Regions from separate parts of the Hordeum vulgare genome. Here region 2 is linked to region 1. The links are chromatin contacts, called in public Hi-C maps. All regions are on one chromosome and are shown on one strand. The core of a region is the stretch at or near the end of the contact, and the rest is flanking DNA. Distances in the headings are between cores, read along the strand shown. Region 1 holds the start of LOC123428364 (sacsin). Region 2 holds the start of LOC123428369 (anamorsin homolog).

Region 1 (4,630 bases), core at 875-3,374:
ACATAAATCAAACAAATTATTTACGTTCTAGAAACTATGTCTCGTCATTGAAGTGCATAGATGCAGACTTCATCACTGAACAAAAAAGAAAACAACTACAGAGTATACGGAACCACTCTTTTACATAATAAAGGCATTGTTGTTGATGTGAATTTTGTTTCAATAAAGCAACAGCAGATAACATGTAAGGCCCAGCTGCTGCCACCAAACTACCGAAGAGCATACCCATGAAAGAAATGGTCACTACATTAGCCACAGCTAATAGGCCAGAAATTACCTGCAATTCTATGAGATGTGGTCACGTACACATCTTGCTAGTTTAAGTGCAAAATCAGATGAAAACAAACAAGTTCACACAATCACATTCACAGGTTCCATTCCATTAACAAGGCATGCATTAATAACAACTACTATAATCACGAGTCGATTAAAAGCAGGAAACATGTCGAAGGGAAAAAATTATGTCCATGGTTCGTAAACTGAACAAAAAGCAATTTCAACATAGCTACAGGGACATGGCTAGTCTGGGCTAGTAAAGTGAAAATGAATCACGCATTACCTCAGGCTCCACTTTGGAGATGCAAGCAGCAACAGAAGCCCAGGGCAGTAGGTGAAGATCATATTCCTTGGCAGCATCAGTTGCAAAAATACCTATTTTACTTAATGCAGATGCCATTCCCTGTACAATAAAATAGGTATGGCTCTTTTTCTCAAACTTGTTCCCTAGGAATGCCTCCGATACAAAATCCATGGAGAATGAGTCTATCTTCTGCTCAATGGATTCAGCAGAAGTGCCAGAGAACCTGATTAGAGCTTGGCGATGCCATGACAATTTGCCATCCTGTGATCGTAAGGCACAAGAGTATACTATTTTTGGCTCACTCATATCAGGTTCCCACACATACATTTCAAGCGCGAGGACATTTTTAAGAAAAAGCAAGTTGTATACAGCTTCTTCGTAGAGTTGAGCGAAAAGAGATAAGATATCATCCTCCGTGTACACTTGTCTTGACAACCGGCTAGAGGATGCTTGCTCAGCATTCCTCAAAGGGAAACGGAACAAGGTTCCTTGAAATGGCGCTTTCATGTCGCAGCCAAATGCACGATAGGGCGAGAGCTGGTCGCCGTACAATGTAAGTGCCGTAGAACTGACATAGTCTATGCGCTTTCCAGGATTTGCAGCCGACACATTTGGAAGGTAAGCGCCCTGCGGATCAAACATGACAACATACTTGCCACTCACGAACGATGGCAAGTCGGTCAAGTGGTACACCGAGTTGAAACCAACGCTGCAGAAACGTAAACCATGGGTTACTACGGGGGTGGCATGAGCATCAATAAAACAGTCCGAATAACATGCTTCAGAAGCTGCATAGATAACAACTTACTAAACGCATGGCCCTGGTTTCTAGAACTACTATAATAAAACATTATCATCCATCTGTGCTTCAGATAGAAATGCAGATATGGCAGAATGAGTAACAAGTGCAGGACTCAGACTGAACTTAATCACGGAACAGAGGAACACTCTAACTTGCTAAGCACATTGGTACATTCCCTTACAAATTATCAGTGATCATGCACCTCGAGCACATCGCAACAGTCATGGCATCAGAACACAAAACACCACAAAGCCGCACTAGTCCAATTCTACTAGTGGGGAAGCTCAGATTGGAATTGGCAGCTCGAAGCAGAGCGAGAGGGAGAGAGCGTAGGTAGCGAACATACCCGAAGCGGCCGGTCTTCCAGGCCTGGGAGGCCTTCTTGCTGCCGCCGATGCGGGAGATGCTGGCGAAGTCGTCGTCGGTGAAGGCAGCGTCGTTGTGGGCGAGCAGGGCGGGGCCCTGCCACTGCGCGAGCGCCGGGGCGAGCAGCGAGGAGGCGCCGTGGGCGCGGCGGTCGAGGCAGAGGCGGACACGCGAGGCCCCGGCGTCGTCGGCGTTCTGGATGAGCTCCCGCAGCGCGGTGGTGCCCTCCGGGTAGTTGGCCAGCACCTCGCGGATGCGCCGCGTGAGGTCCACCCGCTGCCCGAAGTCCTCCAGCAGCATCGTCCCGCCCGGATCCATGGCCGGCCCGGCGATCGGGTCGGGTCGGGTGGGAGGGGCCTAGCGGGGCATTGGCGCGCTAGGGTTTGGGGATTTGGTCGTTGCCGATTTGGGCGTGCTCGTGTGCGTTTGGCTGCGGCGGGAGGGGGGGGGGAGGTGGTTGGTGCCGCGGGGATTTGACTCTTGACTCGTCGCCGGCTTTCCTCTTCTTCTTCTTCTTGGAGGAGGGGAAGCGAGAAACGGGATTGCGGGGACGGGATTCTGCTGCTGGCTGATGAGTGGGACCCGCGTGCCGGCGAAATTGGTACGCAGCGAGCAGCTGGCCCGGGTAATGTGGCCCATTAACAAGCGTTTCTTTTTATTTTATTGATAAGAACGTGTACAGACGGATGAGGCAAATCCGTCCAGGCACGTGTGCAAGCAGTGATTGGTCCGTCCTCAAATTTGCTCATCTGCATCGGAATACTTCATACTAGAAATTTTAAATTCCTACAAAAACATGTAAAGAAAGAAAAAAATCCAGGTACTATATAGACCAACTATCCCAATCCTCATTGAAGATGTCAAATATCTTTGTGCCCGGCTCCGGATACATGAACGACATCTACAGCTCCGATTCCTCCATGTTGGCCTCCACATCCATCTTCTCCCTGAGTTTGGCGAAAAAAGCGTCGGCCGTCGCTCGCTCCTATCGGATGAAGTATCGGTTGGCCTCCACATAGGCCTCATTCTGGATGGACTCTAAGATGGCTTGTTGCTCAGCCATCTTGTCCGTTGGGATGGCGAACTCTGCCTCCACGGCCTCCATGTTAAAGCACGGAGCCCGCGCCAGCTCCTGCTCCGCCTCATCCTCCTATGGATCCGCCACCTTCAAGTCGACTGTTGCTCGTCTCCCTCCTCCTCCTCCTCTGCCGCCACCTCCTCCTCCTTCTCCTTTGGCTCTGGCGAGTCCAAAGGCAACCCGGTAGCAATGCGAGTTGCGCGCCTCGCCCAGATCTCCTGCTTGATCTAGTATCGGTGCTCTCGTGTGAGCATGGCGTACGTGGTTATCTTTTTGTCGGACCATGATGAAACCGGAGAGCGTGGGAAGAGCGGTAGAGCGGGAAAGAGGAAGTGGATGTGCTCGGGCTGGCGGTGCAAAGAGGGAGGATATGGATGAGTTCGGGCTGACGATGCGAAGAGGGAGGAGGTGGATGGGTTAAGGTTGGGGGACGTCGGCCGGCTTAAATAGCCGGATATGGCCTTGGGCGGCAAGCCGGAGCGGCGCCACGCCGAGTTCGCACAACCCCGTCGAAGGAGACGCCCGTCGGACCATTGGATTTTCAGGCAATACCTCGTGGTATCTCATCATCAGTCCGACGTACTGGACGCTTTCGGGCGTCCCCATATCCGTCCCATGTTTAAGTTGAATATGAGGGATGCCGGTCAGTCTGGACGTTTGGGGCGCCCATCTAGATCGAATTTTCATGAACGAGCCGTACGTTCGGGCATTTGAGGCCGTTTTGGAGTGCCCAGTTGTAGTTGATATAAGGACATTAAGGAACCGTTAAAAAAATAAGGACATTAAAGAACGCATGAAGAGAATACCTTGATTAGTTGTTCAATGGAGGAATGGTAACATCACATCTAAGCTATAATAAAAAACAGCAAGACTCTGCTACATATGAGCCTCCACGGCGATTTTGACTCTCCACGTACGATTAGCGCACTTAGATCATTTTGTCGTCACATCGTCTCCGGCGACCTTTAGGGCATGCACAATGGTTGATAAAATAGTCTTATCTTAAATTTTATATATAATTTATAAATGATCAAAAAAAGAGTCTATAATAAATCATCTCTTAGACTTACCTTCTATAATTAGCTATTCATAAAAACATGATGAGACATATTGTGCTGAGAGATCACCTCTTGTCTTCTCTTAAGTAAAAGAAGGTGGGGCCTTTTTTTAAGTTCTCTCTCCTCCACCTCATCATCTATCATATATGGCACTCCTAAAATAGCACCATTGTACATGCCTTTACTGGTGCTCCCACTCCGAGCATTTTGATTGGCCTAAACATTAATGTGATGCTGCTCCCAAGACCGATTTAGGGGTCCCGATGCTCACTGATGCAATATAAATGTTGTGATCGGCGTGGTGTTGGGGGAGCGCAAGAGGCGCACGAGTGCGGCTCGTGGTTGGTTTGATCAACTCGTCCTACACACGACGAGCTACCATCTCTATCAGACTCCATAAAGATGCAAATCTCTACTATTAAAGAGGGAACTGCAGTCGTGATGGTTCGACCTCCTCCCTCCCCCCTACGACATCGATCCAGCAAAAAAAGCTAACCTCACTTCGTTCAATCTCCCTTTCCTCACGTCTCGCACTTCTTCCACACGGTAAAAAAAAAACCACGATCCTCTCGCATGTCCCTCGCTCCCGATTCTCCATGACCACCACCAAGCCACGATCTCCCCTCCCCTCCCCTCCCCTCTCCCAAACCATTCGCCGCAAGGGTACCTACAACACTTGTGTATTCCGCCCCTCCCCTTTCTCTCCCTTCAATCCTCATGTCCGCCGCGCCCCCACATGGTCCTCT
Region 2 (4,630 bases), core at 887-3,386, 320 kb after region 1:
GGATGTGACATCCTAGGGTTAGGGTAGGCTGGGCTAGTTTGCATACAAATAGCAAACGGGTCTAAATGAGGTCTAATTAGAGCCCTCCGATTCTAGATCGGACGGTTAATATAAATAGGTTAGGGAGATCAATTGACAAACCGAAGGCGGTTTGTGGTAAAACAGGGTTGATCCGGACCCAACGGTTACGACCGTGTGTTTCGGGTACCGGGAGGTTTTCGGACTAGGTTGCGTGTAGGGTCGGTGCACTATGCAGAGAGGCTAGGCGGAGATGAGAGGGAAAACGGGCATCCCGGCAACGAGATTTAAAATACCGGAAAACGTCCAACGATAGACTGAGTACGGTGCCGCTACGGTCGATTGTTCGGGTACCAGACGGACTTCGATTGCGATGAAACTTGATAGGCGGCCTAGTTACAACTAATTACGACCGCACGCCAAGTTCCAACCCAAACAGGGAAAGTTTTAAAACACACTTTTGAAAACAAGATTTTGACGTTGCCGCGGGCGCGTGCGTGTGTGGTCGGGCTCGGAACGGACAACGACGAGAACCGGCAACTAACAACGGATGCAACTTTTGAAAACTGGCGACAACGGAGATGCCGATGCAATGCAGATGATGCGACAAAAGAAAATAGACACACGACGAAAACATAAAGAAAGGGGAATCTTCTGGATCGTCGGCATCGGGCTGTCACAGGAACATATTTCCCCGTGAAGTCCTCGTACAGATGCTTGCAAACACCAAATGAAGGCGCAAATCATGGCTCAAGAGCCGCGCCAGCACTTCCAATTCCAATGGGGCGGCAAAGGAAGGACGATGGAAGAAGCTTTGGCATATGCAGGTCCTCGGGAAGATTCGAAATTTCCTACGGAGACTATCAAAGCAAGCAATCCCCACCGAACATGTTCGCAAAACGTTTGAAAATGTCCCACACTGATAATTGTCAGTTATGCGGAGCTACAGATTCTTGGCGTCATTCTTTGCTTGAGTGCTCGTCTTCGAGATGCATTTGGGCCTTGACCCATAAGGATCTCACTGAACATCTAATTGCCACAACCAAACCATCAGCGAAGCAGTGGATGTTTGCGATGATTGAAGCACTCTCACATGATCAATTTTTGCTATTGCCATTCACGGTTTGGGCCACATGGTCAGCGAGGTGAAAGGTGATTCACGAATCAAATTTCCAGAACCACCGTGCTACTCACCTCTTTGTGTAGTGTTTCATATCAGAGTTGCAAGAGATCAGAGAAGTTACGAATAACACAGTTCGTGTGCCGTCAACCAGGTAACCCCAAAAGTGGAAACCTCCGATAGCAGGTATGGTCAAAATCAACATTGTTGGAGGGAACATGATGACACCACTTGTGCTTCTGCCGCCGCTGTGTGGAGGGACAACCTAGGCCGGTTCCTAGGCTCCTCGTCGTTGGTATGTACTAAAATCATAGCCCCTTCTTGTTTGGAGACCTTAGCTTGCCGAAAAGCTCAAGCACTAGCCTTGGACCTAGATCTTCGCAAAATTATTATTGCATGCCACAACAAAGGGGTAGTGGAGGGCATAAAAGCATGCTGCTCGTGGCAAGAACGACACTATCTTTCATGAGATCAAGGAGAATCAAATGCTTTTCCAAGTCCGTGATATTGTATACTCACTTCGTTCCAAAATAAGTCTCTCAAAATGAATGAGATCAAGGAAAATCAAATATTTTTTCAGGTCCGTGATATTGTATACTCACTTCGTTCCAAAATAAGTCTCTCAACATATTAGTACTCTCTCCGTCTTAAAATTCTTGTCTTAGGTTTGTCTAGACATGGATATATTTAGTCATGTTTTAGTATTTAGATATACATCCATTTATGGACAGACCTAATATAAGAACCTTAGGACGAAGAGAGTATATAGTTGAGATACTTATTTTAGACGAAGGGAGTACGAAGGAAAAAAAACAAACAAAAGAAAGCTCATAATTTGGTTAAATTTTCAGTTTTGCTTGGCAGGGGTCGCCATGGGTGGCTTGAATACCTTTTGATGATCAATATAAAGCGTTTTATTACCTCCCTAAAAATAAAGCGTTTTATTACCGATCATCAAAAAAGAAAAAGAAAAAAACGCGCCGCCGCGTCACGGAAGCTTCGAGAGCCGGCACGCGACCAAAACCCGAATTCCCCTTCCCCTCTCGCCCACGGGATTTCCTCCTCCTCTTCTTCCCCGCCTCCTCAGATCCATCAACCCATCCATCCATCCGTTTTACCATCCGGTCCGGCCGCCATCGCCGTCCGTTCGTCTGACCCCCACCTCCCCTCTCCGCCTTCTCGCTCGCAGGGGCCGCAGGCGATTCGATTCGACCCGACCCGATCCCGTTCGGTCCATGGCGACGGCTGCGGCGGCGCTCGCGGTGACGGACGAGCTGGCCCTGCCGCTCCGCGCGGTGGCGGACCTGGCGGCCGCCGCCGGGGTCTCGCGGGAGGAGGTCGTCGTCATCACGCAGTGCGCCACGCTCGGTAACACCCTCCTTCACCCCCTGCTAGTGCTACCCAACCCCAAGCCGCCGCGCCCGCGCGTACGCGCTATGCTAGGGTTAGGGCCCGCGCCCATCTTTCAGATTGTAAAACCAGACAAGAGGGCGGATGATATTTCTCGAGCACTAGTTTCCCATCAGATTTTGTTTTGGATTGCCCCTTGCTAGCCCGAGTTATTCTACATACGAGTATACGACAATCTTTGCTAACCCGAGCGCTGCTCTACGCATGCTAGTCCTAATTTGGTCTTAAGGTGGTAATTTTTTCTTAAGGGATAGGTTACGATCAGATTTGGGGTTGCCCCTTCCTTATCAGCGCACCGCCTGTGTGCTGGTCCTAATTTGGTCTTGTGTTGCAGCTTCGCCGCAGTTCAGTTTCAATCAATTTATGCGCACTTCTGAATTCCTGATATGCTTGATTAGAGTTTACCTTTGCCTTGCATGCTAATTGGCCAGTTCTTAGGTGTCGCTCTACCTGTCCATCTTTAAAATATAAGAATACACACAAAACACATACTCGCTACCAATTGAGAAACGGGAAACAAAAAAGTAGGTTGGTATTTTCGTTATAATTGCGAAAGAAATTGAGGGAAAATTTGTTCCCTATGAGGCTACCCATTGATGTACTTTAATGTTTTCCCATACACACTATGTAATTTAGTCAGAATCTGTAGTGTCAACAGACCATCCATTGTGTCTCAGAAGCTGGGGAAGTAAACACTTAGTTTAGTAAGTTGGATTTGTTTTTTATTATGCTATGCTTTAATATGCCATATCCTTGTATAAAATATTAAAATTCATTTTGTTATAAGTCTGATTTATACATTTATTGTCTAAACGGGTCAGGTGGGAAGTTGCCTTTTGATGACGCGTCCGTGGGTTCTGTTCTTTCTGTCATAAAAAATGTGGAGAGCTTTGGGGATAAGTTGGTTGCTGAAATTAGCCGAGTGCTGAAAGCTGGTGGAATTGTGCTGGTACAGAGCTTCACACCCTCCACTGATCAGAAGGTAAATTATGTGTCTGTTTTTGCTCATATCCACTGTCTTGTAATGTTAAATTCAGCACAAACTGATTTTCTATTTGCCTCTGCATTAGCCAAACAATTATATCGAGCGCCAGCTACTCATGGGTGGTTTTGTTGAAGTGCAAGCTTCTGCTACAAGCTCGCAGGATAGCGTGCAATCTGTTACCGTGAGTATGCCACACCTTGTTAAGGCTGCTGTGTGTGCATGCTATTTCTCTATTGACGAGTCTTGACTCTGATCACTTGCAGATCAAGGCAAAGAAGCCATCCTGGAGTATGGGCTCATCCTTCCCCCTGAAGAAAGCAGTAAGGGCTCTTCCAAAGATTGAAATTGACGATGATGACGAACTGATTGATGAAGACAGCCTCTTGACCGAGGAGGACTTGAAGAAACCACAGCTTCCAGTTGGTATAGCCAACAAACCCTCCTACTCTGTTTAACTTTGTGAAGATGTTCAGTTTAGGTTTAGATGCCTATAAAATGGTTGGCTGTTGTTTCATCAGTTGGAGATTGTGAGGTGGGAGCCACAAAGAAGGCATGCAAGAACTGCAGTTGTGGCAGGGCCGAGGCTGAGCAGAAGGTGGAGAAGCTGGGGCTGACTGCAGAACAGATCGATAACCCTGTGTCAGCTTGTGGCAGTGTAAGTACAATATCTTCTTTGTAGACATACAATGCCACTGGTGATCTCCATTAGGCCTTGTTCGGTTCCTTCAGATTTGAAGGGGTTTGGAGGGGATTTAGAGGGATTAAATCCCCTACAAGTCAAATTCCACCTCAATCCCCTCCGATCCTCTCCAATTCCCTCTTGGGAGGGATTAACCGAACAAGCCTTTAGTTGTTGCATGCGGGTAGTCAACTGAATATCTAACATTATTCTCTGTGAATGTGCAATTTCAGTGTGGGTTGGGCGACGCGTTCCGATGCAGCACCTGCCCATACAGAGGCCTGGCACCGTTCAAGTTGGGCGAGAAGGTAACCAAGTACTCTCTTCCACTCTAGCCAGACTCACAAAGAGAGCTCCAGGTTATGGGTTGAGCTTCTTTCGACGCGCTATGCTTGCTGACTCCTCTCTTTTCTCTCCA

Evidence for each region. A called contact is a pair of places that touch in the nucleus more often than the background predicts.
Region 2: a Hi-C map of leaf shows a contact between it and region 1, with 2.2 times the contacts expected there. The contact joins the promoter of LOC123428369 here to the promoter of LOC123428364 in region 1. A contact is called at or near these places in 2 of 6 Hi-C or Micro-C datasets (leaf and seedling).

The regions. Positions count from the first base shown.
Region 1 is chr2H:648,073,026-648,077,655 of MorexV3_pseudomolecules_assembly, forward strand. It overlaps LOC123428364 (sacsin), which reads right to left and starts at 2,125. Exons shown (of 14, transcript XM_045112564.1): 1 at 1,729-2,125; 2 at 560-1,289. The coding sequence starts at 2,066.
Region 2 is chr2H:648,389,211-648,393,840 of MorexV3_pseudomolecules_assembly, forward strand. It overlaps LOC123428369 (anamorsin homolog), which reads left to right and starts at 2,137. Exons shown (of 7, transcript XM_045112567.1): 1 at 2,137-2,506; 2 at 3,370-3,530; 3 at 3,619-3,714; 4 at 3,797-3,956; 5 at 4,052-4,188; 6 at 4,446-4,520. The coding sequence starts at 2,374.